Regions from separate parts of the Mus musculus genome. Here region 1 is linked to region 2. A link is a contact called in public HiChIP or PLAC-seq data. All regions are on one chromosome and are shown on one strand. Each heading gives the region's core, a stretch centred on a gene start, on an enhancer-like site or on the middle of the called end of the contact. The rest is flanking DNA. Distances are from core to core; before and after follow the strand shown. Region 1 has its middle 4.4 kb from the start of Cwh43. Region 2 overlaps Fryl (FRY like transcription coactivator).

Region 1 (3,422 bases), core at 246-2,745, 300 kb after region 2:
AACATTTTATAATCTCTGTAATTAAAAAGCAATAAGATTGGTGGAGAGCCAGGTAATTAAAACTTCCTATGAGCCCTCTATTGATCATATGATTTCCTAGTAAGGAAATTAGAAGCAGCTTCATAATTAACTCGCTATGGATACATTAACTCAACTCCACATTAAAGGGGCACAGGAGAGCCTCAGGAGCCTCGGGGAACTTTCCCACTGTGCCATGCAGGACCAGACTGGAAACGCAGAACAGTCTAGAGTGGGATGCTGCTCTCTCTGGAGACTGATGGGGGCCGATGATGAAACCCTTCCTTGTATGCCGAGTGCTGGTGTGGAATCTGTAGTTGGGAGAATGCCAACGAGATTACAGAAAGCCTCAAGAAGGCAATTAAAATACTCTCAGGACAGAGCTGTCACTGTTAAGTTGCCAGCCTTGTCTCTAAGACCTCCCCTGCACTAGGCCAAACATCATGGCAGCTTAACAAAAGACCTCCCCCTCCACCCCCCCCAGTATTGTGAGTTCTGTGAACACCACAACCGGCACCACACTGAAGGCCTTAGCTTTTTATCTATTTAAACCTCAAAATAAGTCTCTATAAAGTAGACTTTTGTAGCAGAGATGGATAGCTGCTCACCAAGATCTCCCGTCATCGAAGGACTGCATTTTCCAGACACACCTATGGTGAGCTGCAGTCAGAGTGCTAAAGAAAATGAAGTAAGACAGAAGGCCAATTGCAACAAAAGCAAGTTAGATACTGAAAAAGAAACTAACTTTATAATGGACTAGCAAAGCACTGCACAGACACACACTCTCAATTAGACCTGTGTGGTTTTTGTTTCCAGCATATGAAAACTGCTCTTCCGTTGTCAACTGGACTGGACTCAAGAGCCACCCAGGAAAGTTTACCTCAAGGAGTGTCCACGAGGGTGTTTCCGAGGTTTAAATGGGGAGGGAAGACTCACCCTAAATGTGGGCGGCACTGTCCCCTGGGCTCTACTCCTTTTTTTTAGATTTATTTATTATTATACATAAGTCCACTGTAGTTGTCTTCAGATGCACCAGAAGAAGGCATCAGATCTCATGGATGGTTGTGAGCCACCATGTGGTTGCTGGGATTTGAACTCAGGACCTTCGGAAGAGCAGTCGGTGCTCTTACCACAGTGAGCCATCTCACCAGCCCTGGGGCTCTACTCTTGGACTGAATAGAAAGGAGAAAGGGAGGAAGGTGCCCTTTTGTTTCTTTCTGCTTCCCGACTGTGCATGCAGTATAGCAGGAAGACCTTCCCTGTTGCCAGACCTCTCCTGCCGTCGTGGACTGTACCCTTAACTTCAGATTATCAGCCCTAGTAAACCTTTCCTTCCTTTCTTCAGTTGCTTTTGCCAGGTACAGTGAGAAGTGCAATCAATCCAGAGAGAAACAGGGAGGCACCCAGGCAGGAGAGTGCAGGGTCTGATGTCTTTTCTTCATTTGCTGGCGTTCAGACTGCAGCCTCGCCCAAAACACTTGAAAGTGTTTTGGAGATCCTCACCCTATGTGATTCATGAACTTAGCATCCCGTGGGCAGGGAAGTGCTGCCAGCACACTGACAGTCGGGAAGTTGCCAGTCACAAGTTAATTTTAGAAGTGTCATCTACTCTATGAGAAACTGGATTCACCAACCCACTTCCTTCTCCACCTATATGAACCCCCCCCCCCGTAACCTCTAAGCCACTCTCAGTCACTTTCAATTTGCCTACTCAGAATATTTCTCGTAAACAGGATTGTACAATTTTTTTTTTAATGACTGGCTCCTTTCTCTTAACACAGTGTCTAGAGTGAACTGTGCCATCGTATGTAGCAATACCTTTTCATTGCTGAATGCTGTTCTATTGAATGTAAATAACACTATAATCAGGGCTTATGCATTTGGACTGCTTCTCTTTAGGGCTGTTAGAAGCACTGCTGCTTCAAGCATCTGTGCATGGGGTTTGTACATTGCCCGCCCCCCCCATACCTATACCTTGGAGTGCAATGGTTGGCTCATACAGTACCTCTGTATTTAACTCTTTGAGGAACCGATAGAACGTTTTCCAACATAGCTGCACCACGTTCTGCCCCCTCCAGCACAGTCTTCACATCCTTGTCAACATGTTAGCATCCGATTTTTTAAAAAATAAAAAAATCAGAATTCCATAGTGAGTGTGAAGTGAATTTCTCCTATGTAATTATCTTTAACATTGATGTTCACTGAGCTGCTGTGTATCTTTCTGGTGATGGTGGTGGTGGTGGTGGTGGTGGTGGTGGAATTTCTTTCATTTCTTTTGTTTATCTTAAACATTAGTTGTTGTTGTTTTAACTTTTGCCTTCTAAAGGCTCATATTACTCAGTTTGGCTTTGGACTCGCTACATAGCTGAGAATGACCTTGAAATCCTTGTCCTTCTGCCTCTCCTCCCAAGTGCAGGGATTACAAATGCGTGCTACCACAACCTGCTAATACTTTTAAAATACAGGCAGTACACCAGGAGTCTCATCATATTCAATTGAGGTAAAAGTTGCCATTAAGTTTATCTTCTCAAAGGGCGAAGTCAAATGGCTTTGTGTATTTATTATGTATCTGGCAGCACAGCTAAACTCCAAAATATTTTCTTTTTTCTTTTTTTTTTAAAGATTTATTTATTTATTATTATATGTAAGTACACTGTAGCTGTCTTCAGACACACCAGAAGAGGGAGTCAGATCTTGTTACGGATGGTTGTGAGCCACCATGTGGTTGCTGGGATTTGAACTCTGGACCTTCAGAAGAGCAGTCGGGTGCTCTTACCCACTGAGACATCTCACCAGCCCCCTCCAAAATATTTTCATCACCCCTGTCTTAGGGTTTCCATTGCTGTGAACAGACACCGTGACCAAGGCAAGTCTTACAAAGGACAATATTTAATTGGGGCTGGCTTACAGGTTCAGAGGTTCAGTCCATTATCATCATGGCAGGAAGCATGGCAGTGTCCAGGCAGGCATGGCGCTGGAGGAGGTGCGAATTCTACATTTTGTTCCGAAGGCAACCAGAAGACTGGCATCCTCAGGCAGCTAGGAGGAAGACCTCTTCCGAAATGGGTGGAGCCTGAGCATAGGAGGAGACCTCCAGAGCCCACCTCCACAGTGACAGACACACCTCCTCCAACAAGGCCACACCTCCTAACAGTACCATTCCCTATGGGCCAAGCATATTCAAATTACCACACTCCCTAAAAGAAAAGCCTCACCTATTGAGCAGTTACTTCCTGGTCTCCCCCTTTCCCAGTTACCACCACAGTACTTTCTGCCTTTAAGGGATTCTCTGCTTAGATAGTTCATAAAAGTGAGTCCAGGCAATCACATGTGTCCTGTGATGGGATACTTTCCAGTTAGAGCTTGTACCCGTCACGGCTTCATTTCTTTTTATGACCGAATAA
Region 2 (3,436 bases), core at 209-2,708:
ATCACAGTTTATCTCAGCTCTGGTCTTCACTATAAGCCAGCCTTCAACTGACAGAAACTAAAGAGACATCCGTTGTAGTGCGGCATAGGTTTTAGGAGCAAATAACACTAGTTATTTACACTGCCTTTATTTAAACCCATGACTGTCTAGATAGCTCGCGCCAAATCGGTGTGACTCAGGACATACGTGCCTTGTGCAGGGGAGAGAACAATGGGACCTTGCTAATTAAATTCAAGGGATTATTTTTCCCTTTATAGAGGTTTCTAAATTTACAACACGCCTTGTGTGGTTGTCTGCTATCTGGCTTCCCTTACTTTTGAGTAAGGAAGAGTTAGACACTGTAATTCCAAACCAACATATTCTAGATTCTTTCTGGCCATGGAAGTAAATTAATTTAAGATGGCAGCTGCAGGGAGAGGAGGGAAAGGAGGTAGCAATTAAACTGCCATTCACTGCTCCGAGGCTGGCTCCTTCCAGCCCCAGCATCCCTCGCCTTGAGCCTGTCAGGTGTGGCTTCATTCCTGGGGGAGGTGAGAGGGGTGATGTCAGAAATTTATCTTGCAGGATCATCTTCCGGAAAGATGTAGGTCAAGGGAGGCTGAGGTGGGACCAGTGAGGATGGATTTGACAGTAGCTGCTCACTGCTGTAAGGACGAACACTGTGGGTTAGCACTTCAGGTTCCTAGTAGGATGCCAGTTTTCTAATTCTGCACTGTTTATATTTTATCTATTGTATTTTGGAGACGGAGGTCTCAGTATATAACACAGTCTCCCCTCCAATTCTCAATTCTTCCTGCCTCTGACTCTTGAGCGCTGGGAGCCCACACAAGGTAAAGGTAAAGGACCAACTCCAATCCAAAGACGACCTCTGAACTTTACACTTGTGCCATGGCATGTGTCCCCCACCCATCATACACATGCACATATGGTAAGAAGAAATTAAAGTTTCTTTTTTAATTAAAAAAAAATTAAGCGAGAGCTGAGCCTTTTAGCACAAACATCAAACTGCAGGTACTTAAGAGACTGAGGCAGGAGGATTCCCAGGTTCAGGCCTGCCTGGCATACAGAGGGAAATCAAGGTCGACCTTGAGAGCATAGTGAGACCTTATTTCAAAATGAAGCATACACGTGTGCCTATACATAATGCAGCAGGATCCGCAGCTATGGAGGAGTCCTTGCCTAACATGCACAAACCTTTAGGTTCAACTCAGTGCCACAAACCAGCAATAAAGAGGCTGAGTGGGGAGAGAGAGAAGTTATGGAAAGTAGTTTCAAGCGAGCCCCTCGACTCCTCATAGTCGGGAGACAAATGCCACCGTCTCCGGGGTCCCAGCACCTGAGGGAGGCGCAAGGCTGTCTGGGAAGTGCCAGGTGTTCTCGCCCAGGGCTGGAACGAGCCACAGTGCTGCAGCAATCTGGTCACTATTTACACAAGATGGTGACTGCCCAGCAACCAGCAAACAAACCAGTCACTGTGTTTGGTTTTCCACTAGGGTGTGGCTGGCCAACTGTGGCTCTGGGCAGGCTCCAGGCAGATGCCCAGTCATGTTCAGTCCTGCAATATGGTCTGGCTGCTTCTGTAATGCCACAGTGGGAATGCAGACATGACACACACTGAGGCAGTGGGTCTCAACCTTCTTAATACTATTATTACCCTTTAATACAGCTCCTCATATGGTAGCGACCCCCCAACCACTGCCACTTCACAAAGTGTGATTATGCTAGTTATGAATTGTAATGTAAATACCTGTGTTTTCTGATGGTCTCAGGTCACCCCTGTGAAAGGGTTTTTCGACACCCGGTACCCCCAAAGGTTGAGAACCTCCGGATTATAGCACAATCAGCAAAACCACGAAATATTTACTGTCTGGTCTTCCATGGAGAAGCTGACCCCCTAACTGCATGGTCCCCAGGGGCACCCACACAGCAGAGCCTCAGCAGGCTTAGAATTAGGCTGGGAGACTTCACTTAAGTGTGGTTGCCATGGTATTTATCTACTTTATAGAGCTAATGGAGGAAGAAGAGGAGAAAACGCTTGGAGGCACCGGGCTCTCCTGCAGCAGAAAAAGCTAACTGGGCCGTGGTCACTACTCAGGATGCTGAAACCTCACTGAGCACCACGTAAGGGATGTTTGTCACGTAAACCCAGTGAACTGACAGTGAACTGGGAAATGGGGCTGAGAGGGGGACTTGGGAGGAAGTTAGAAGTTAAAAATTTGAGAGGGGGTTAATAAAAGATGAGAACGAAGAGAGCAAATCAGATGGCTCGAAGCTGTGCCTGCTGTGACCACAGAGAGTCAGGAATAATGCCACTCACCTTGCTAACAGCTCAATGAGGTCCGTTCTGCTCATACCATCGGGAATCAACCTTGGAATTGCAGCAATGCAGGTTCTAAACAAATCGATTTTGGGTTTTCTTTCCCCCCTGAAAAATGTATCACAACAAACAGAAAACAGAATAAGAAGCGTATCATGTGGGGTAGAAAGATCCATTTTACAAAAATGTTACAGAAGGCGGGAGCACAGTTCTAAGGTCCAATAAAAAAAGGGGGCACAAGCTGGAGAGATGGCTCAGTGGTTAAGAGAACTGACTGCTCTTCCAGAGGTCCTGAGTTCAAATCCCAGCAACCACATGAAGGCTCACAACCATCTGTAATGAGATCTGATGCCCTTTTCTGGTGTGTCTGAAGACAGCTACAGTGTACTTACATATAATAAATAAATAGATAGATAGATAGATAGATAGATAGATAGATAGATAGATAGATAAATCTTTAAAAAAAGGAGGGGCACAAGCAAATACACACACAGACCTAGCAGCTAGCTACCATCCATAAACAACGGAAAGGACGGAGACCATTCAGGAAGATGAGGGCTAGTAACTGACCTCACTAATTAGGAAACATGTATAATAACTTTATAATTTTAAATACTTAAAAAGTTCTATCCACTTTTATATTTAAAAAGAACTTAGTTATTCACAAACACCACTAAATACCAGTTACTATCAGGAATAGCTGTGTGATGGTGAATGTGGCTTGCTAACTTCATAGGCCCTAGCATCAATCACACAGGGTGCAAACCTCTGGCCACGCCTTGAGGGGTTCCCTACACTGGATCGAGGTAGGAAGTCCCATTGTGAAGGTAGGAGACATTATTCCAGGGTCTGGTCGATATCAAAGAGAGAAAGCTAGCAGAGCCGAAACATTCATTGCTCTCTGTGTCGTGAGCACGACGTGACTGACTGACTGCCTCAAGGCCCCGCCGCCATGACCTCGCTCCACACAAGGATGGAGCTACGGACTCAAATCAATCTTTCTTCCTCGAGCTGTTGTGGTTCAGGTATTTTGTCACATGGCAATAAGTAAGTAGTAAAAATAGTGTTGATGCTAAAAATATCTGAAATGGTAAGAGTTTTACAGTCAGATGTTCTTAT

Evidence for each region. HiChIP or PLAC-seq counts read pairs in DNA pulled down with a chosen protein or histone mark.
Region 1: a contact with region 2 is called in a FOXA1 HiChIP or PLAC-seq map of pancreatic cancer cells. The contact joins two enhancer-like sites. A contact is called at or near these places in 10 of 39 promoter capture datasets (3T3-L1-derived adipocytes, the C10 cell line, the HPC-7 cell line and 6 more), 3 of 115 datasets of contacts at active chromatin or transcription factors (embryonic basal ganglia, pancreatic cancer cells and stem cell-derived neural progenitor cells) and 3 of 9 other capture datasets (adipose tissue, embryonic stem cells and macrophages).

Annotation. Positions count from the first base shown.
Region 1 is chr5:73,400,001-73,403,422 of GRCm38.p6, forward strand. No RefSeq gene overlaps it. Among named protein-coding and RNA genes, the nearest start is that of Cwh43, 4.4 kb to the right of the region's middle. Within about 2 kb of position 1,496, at least 73 of the 459 cell types and tissues checked have an H3K27ac peak or open chromatin away from gene starts, as enhancers often do. A contact at or near this core is called in pancreatic cancer cells, where this site is marked.
Region 2 is chr5:73,102,358-73,105,793 of GRCm38.p6, forward strand. Fryl (FRY like transcription coactivator) reads right to left here. Exons shown (of 63, transcript NM_028194.2): 19 at 2,318-2,425. Among named protein-coding and RNA genes, the nearest start is that of 1700071G01Rik, 53 kb to the right of the region's middle. Within about 2 kb of position 1,459, at least 33 of the 459 cell types and tissues checked have an H3K27ac peak or open chromatin away from gene starts, as enhancers often do. A contact at or near this core is called in pancreatic cancer cells, where this site is marked.